Linked DNA regions of Hordeum vulgare: region 1 is linked to region 2. A link is a contact called in public Hi-C data. All regions are on one chromosome and are shown on one strand. Each heading gives the region's core, a stretch centred on a gene start, on an enhancer-like site or on the middle of the called end of the contact. The rest is flanking DNA. Distances are from core to core; before and after follow the strand shown. Region 1 has its middle 22 kb from the start of LOC123447022. Region 2 holds the start of LOC123447021 (EPIDERMAL PATTERNING FACTOR-like protein 5).

The links. Hi-C and Micro-C count contacts between places; a contact is called where the count stands out from the background.
Region 1: a contact with region 2 is called in a Hi-C map of leaf, with 7 times the contacts expected there. The contact joins the enhancer-like site here to the promoter of LOC123447021 in region 2. A contact is called at or near these places in 2 of 6 Hi-C or Micro-C datasets (leaf and seedling) and 1 of 1 datasets of contacts at active chromatin or transcription factors (embryo).

The regions. Positions count from the first base shown.
Region 1 is chr4H:559,448,097-559,450,796 of MorexV3_pseudomolecules_assembly, reverse strand. No RefSeq gene overlaps it. Among protein-coding and RNA genes, the nearest start is that of LOC123447022, 22 kb to the left of the region's middle. Within about 2 kb of position 1,421, at least 3 of the 3 cell types and tissues checked have open chromatin away from gene starts, as enhancers often do. A contact at or near this core is called in leaf and seedling, where this site is marked.
Region 2 is chr4H:559,240,635-559,243,334 of MorexV3_pseudomolecules_assembly, reverse strand. It overlaps LOC123447021 (EPIDERMAL PATTERNING FACTOR-like protein 5), which reads left to right and starts at 1,420. Exons shown (of 2, transcript XM_045123577.1): 1 at 1,420-1,832; 2 at 1,949-2,700. The coding sequence starts at 1,769. The coding sequence ends at 2,217.

The sequences.
Region 1 (2,700 bases), core at 172-2,671, 210 kb before region 2:
CGCACGTACGCACGCACTGTTGATGCTTAACGTGTTGCCGTATCGGTGAAGCACGGAGTTGATGCTTTGCCAACCCGGCGTCGGGCGCCCCTCGAATAGGTTTCGCACTGTGCGGTAACAAGAACCTCCTAGCCCTCTAGGGTCCTTCTCCCCCACTGTGCCTGAGTTGATGCATGCGACGCGAGCGCCCAGCCGATCGACGGCACGTACCGCCGCCCCATTATAACTGGCCCGTCTCTCCACACGTGTATCGCCGTCGTACGTACGTAGGGTCGGTGGTACACCGGTACGTACGTACTACCACGTAGCCCTGCATGCACTCGTATGGTGCCGTGCAAGTGTTGGACGCCGAGTTAAAACGCCCGTTCTGCGACGTACGTACGTACTCTACGTACGTGCGTGCCGCATGCATACACCGTGTCCATGGGCGAGCGAACGAACGAGGCGTGTCCGTACCGGGCCGGGTAGGGCCTGAGCGGCGGGGCCCTGCATGGGTGCGTGCGTACGTGCGCGTGCTGGGGTGCAGAGGGTTCGCCTCTGTCGGGCTGGCGGGTCGTTCGTGGGGCGCGGGCAGGTGAGCTTTCCCCCCGCTCGTGCGCCCATGCCGAAGTGACCGAAATGACCCCCACCCACGCCTCGCGGGGCCCCCGTGTCGGGGACAGACGATTCCCTTCTCGAGGATGCCTCGCCAGGTGGGCGCTTGCCTCATCGCGTAATAAATGCCATGGACCCCGCGTGACTGACTGACCACACGGCCGGGCCTATTCAGGGCCGGCCCCCGGGCTCCAGACGACGGACCAAGCCCGGCCCAGGTCAACGGTCAGCAAGGGACGGAAGAGTCGGTAAGAGCCAACGGCGAGCCGACACGTGCTCCGCGTCCGCCCGGTACTCGACGGGCCCACCAGTGGGGCCGCGAGGAAAGAGACGGTGGGCGGTGGGCGCCCACGGCCCACGGCGTGCAATTGATATTTGACTGGTCCACGGCTGCGGCTGGTGACGGTGCATTCTTTTTCTTCGCTTCCACAGCTGGGGTGATGGCCGGATTCGCTGCAAACAGTGGCGCGCAGGCTCAAGCCTCTGTTTAACTTCCATGCTTGTCTCACACGCGCTCACAAAGTCACAGCACCGTCCAAAGGAGATCGGAAACTTGCACCGAAGACGCAATGGATTAATGGGCACATTTAGCTTAGAGACACGGGCCTCCAAGGGCCGGTGCAGTGTCACTGTGCGCCTGCTCCCTTCCAAAGGCATGGTTTGAATCCAGTACTACTACTTCTCACATGATTACATGAAGATGGTCGTGGGGTTTGTAGTAGTAGTGCTGGTACTGGTGGTTGTATTTGTGAGGCGTGAGACTGTGCTGTACTGTACTGGTAGTAGCGGTGGCCATGAGGAAACAATCTACTTACTGATCTCCATGGCCGGGCGGGCGGAGGGTGGTCCAGGAGGCACGAGGAGCAGGAGGGAGACAGAGGTCCCGTGTGGGTTTGCACGTGTGGCAGCGGCCGCTTTTTCTTCACGAGAGCGTATACCGATCGCGTCGACCAAACCAAAACCCTCTCTCCGCCTTTTCTCTCGCGGCGCGGATATCGATTGCGCCTTTTGCTCGTACCACCGCGCTGCCACTGCTAGCCCTGACTCCACTCCCTGTGCATGCGTACTGCTGCTCGTACTGCTGCTCACGAAAGACGGGTCGTGGGTTTCTCGCCGCAAGATCCATGCACGGTTGGTCTGCCTGGAGGCGGATACACGGTCCAACATGTGGGTTTCAGTGGCGGATGCATTGCATTGCTTGCATTTCACATACGTCATGGTGATTTCGGGTTCGGTATATCTCGAATCGGAAGCGTACAAATGTGACGGGGGTATGGATAAATTATTACTCGGCGTTGGAGTCAGTGGACAAGATAAGACGACCACATAACAGCAGAAGTGACAGGTTTTGGCCTTGGTCAATACGTTGTCTCTCAAGTCCACGCACGGAAGAAAAAGAAGGCACACCTGATCCATGTCCCCTGATGTTTCTTTACAATTCTTTTTGCGTCTAATCTTTGAAGTGGGCAATGCTGCACACTCTTGCAGGACCAAATAAATTTTTGCATGCGACATGTTTCGGAAGTTTCAGCATCCACAGACTAGAATTGTACTACGGAATTACTCTATATTTCTAGCACGTCATTTCTTGTTGGAAGCGTCTACTATCCATAATACTTGTTGTTGGTAAAAACTAGTTTAGTTATTTTCGACAACAAATATTTATAAACAAAGGGATTATTTAACATACGCCTGTAAAGGCATCTTCAACGACTCAGCGCTGCGGTTGAGGTGGCTCCGGAGAGAGAGAGCCGCACTTGTGCCATGGCCAGGGCACCCGGTTCCGGTGACACGACCGAGGGGCAGATGTTCACGGCGGTCTGTGCGGTCACCATTCAAGACAGGACGCGCGCGAGCTTGTGGTATGACAGCCGGCTTCCTGAGGGCACATCTTTCAATTTTGTTCCCAAGCTGTTCGTAGTCGCCAGAAGGAACACCCGCACGGTGTAGCACACACTTGTCGAAATTGCAGAATTTCTCCATTCATTAAAAAAAAATTGTCCAGTTAATTAACGAAAAACCGGGCTAAAGCTGTCACATACCGACGAACGGCACACACATGACACTCTTCACACTTATACACATCAACAAGATACACCCTTGCAT
Region 2 (2,700 bases), core at 171-2,670:
CAATTTAATTCCACCTAGAGACAGCGAAAATGAAAATGAGAGAGGCACGTCAGCGCGAACACCATACTCCTTTCGTTTTGATTCATATTAATCATAGTTGATTTGATACGATGATTGAAGAAAGTGGTACTATTGCTCGGATCCAAGGGACTTATTTTAGTCTGACTAAAAATAATCTCTTTAATAAGCTAAAAATCCAAACATCCCTGACTAAAGAGGAAATAAAACTAGTCTTGAGACTAAATTTTTTTAGTTAGCGATACTCCTACTAAAATATGGATTAGTCCTCTCTCTTCTTGTTTAACTTCTCTCCTTTAACACAGGTGAGTTTTGGATTGAAGGGTTTCGAGGATAATAAATGTCCATTACCTTGATTTTAGTCTCTTTAGTACTGTATTTGGATGCAAGCATGGGTAAGACTAGCAATTTTTAACCGCACTATTTTTAATCATGGGACTAAAACGTGTCAAGCACCCTCTTAGTAATCATGGACCAGTTCTTCATGCTGAGATTTATTACGGATTGACCACCGAAACGAGTTTAAGAGCAGAGAAGAGTAGGAGTAGTAGCTGCGGAGACATGTGCCGTACTCGTAGTCCGTCCAATTAACCGACTTCATTAATCCAAGAGGGATCAACTCTGCAAAAAAATTGACCGAGAAGGGTAAATGCTAGTACAAGGCGGAGCAGGACGGGAAGGACCGATGGGACGGCTAATGCAGCAAGATTAGGCGGAATCTAGGTGGCCTGCCTACATACTTTGGCAACTATAAGCGCCATTCCCGAACGGAACCAGGACTCATGAAGGGAGCAACGAAAACGAGGGGCGAGCAACATACTAGAATTGACGATCGATCCAGTCCGAGCGTCTTCACTCATCGTGTAGTATGCTGCGTCGGCCGACTTGCTAGCCGGTGACAAGCAGTATCAGCACTCCCGTGTCTCCGACCCATCTTCCATCCGTGAACCGATCGATCTTCTAGCTGGTCACAAGCACCATCAGGACCAACACGGCAACACGTGCGGCCATGCATCAATGCATGCGTGTGGAAACCATCTACGTACACTCATGAGGACGTGACGAAACGGAGGAAAGACTGATGTGAAGACACCGGTTGTTGAAGCCCGGGAGGTGATCTCATGGTTAAGTCGGTGGGAGGGATTACACCGGTGGGCGCAATTTACTATACCACACCCATACATACGGTCATACTCATGCCCAACCCCGTCCCGCCCACGGCCCGGCCCGGCCCGGGACGTACCGGCAGCGGCCCCACCACGCTGGCGCACAGACTGCGAGCCGGATTGCTGCCGCCGCCGGCTGGCTCCCGGGTGAGTGAGCCACACACACGCGCACCCACCAGCACACGGCCCCAGCTCTGGATTTCGCTCCCTCTTTATTTCATCTCTCCGTCCCTTCCCCCTCTCATCTCCTCTCTCTCTCTTTCTCTCTGCTCAGAGCCCGCACGGTCCATGACTACTCCGTGCGTGCGTGCGGATTGACTCGCGCGCGCACACAAACGCCACTCCACTCCCTCCCGTCCGCGTCACCCCCCCTCGTGCACCGCAGCAGCGGCAGCGGCAGCGGCATTCAGCGCCCGTCTCGCTCTGCTTTCTTGCTTTGCTTCGCTTCGCTTTCTTCTCCATCCTGCTCCCCCCCCTCGCCGCCCGCGGCCTGTCCTCGAGCTAGCCGGCGCCGGCCGCTCGGTGGGCGGCGTGGGTGATACGGGGATCCTGTGACCTAGCCGAGCGGACACGCTCGGCCACCCATGGCCTGGGCGAGCCGCCGCGGGCTCATCCTCCTCCACCTCCTCTTGCTCGCCGCTGCCCTCGGTAAGACGGCCAGAGACATGCACTTCCTCCATGTTTCTTCCGCATTATATACATGGCGAGGGCGAGCTGCAGCTCACACCTACGTGCGCACATGCGTGTGTGTCTACTGCCTGCAGGTGGGTGCGCCGCGACAAGCCGGGGGAGCGCCGGCGGGGGCGGTGAAGCATCACTCGAGCGGTACTCGTGGGGGGACCCTGCGGAGACGGCGCGGCGGAGGGAGCTGGTGGGCCCGGGCTCATCGCCGCCGACGTGCCAGAGCCGGTGCGGGAGGTGCCACCCGTGCCGGCCGGTGCACGTGGCCATCCAGCCCGGCGTCAGCTTCCCGCTCGAGTACTACCCGGAGGCCTGGCGCTGCAAGTGCGGCGACAGGCTCTTCATGCCATGACCCGTCCGTCTGCACGTATATGTATGCCCCCTTCATGCCCTGACGCTGCCCCCGGCTCGGCCCGCCATTACGGCCGCTTCACTTCGCCCACGGGAGCTAGCTCTTCAAGGCCACGTGTGCGCGCGCAAGGCCAGGGCTCCAGCACTCGCACGCCGACGAGAGAGATCTAGCTAGAGAAGAAGAAGAAGAGGAGGAGGGAGTAGAGCACGGAGAGATGGATGGAACCATGGAAAAGGAACCAGAAATTGGAGGCTTCTTCGATGTATGTAATAACATTGTTCAGTTGTTGGAGATTTTAACGAGTGTGATGTGGTAATTAGCTAGCCGGTCGTGCCTTGTTGGGTCCGAAGAGGCGGGGAGATGGATCGAGATGTGTTGGTTGATTCTCACTCTCTCTCTCCTTCTCTCTGGTTCTCCCCCTTCTCCTTCTGCAGTCGCCAAGCCAGTTTACCGTTTTGAGGAGTGATTTTCCAGCTACTTTTC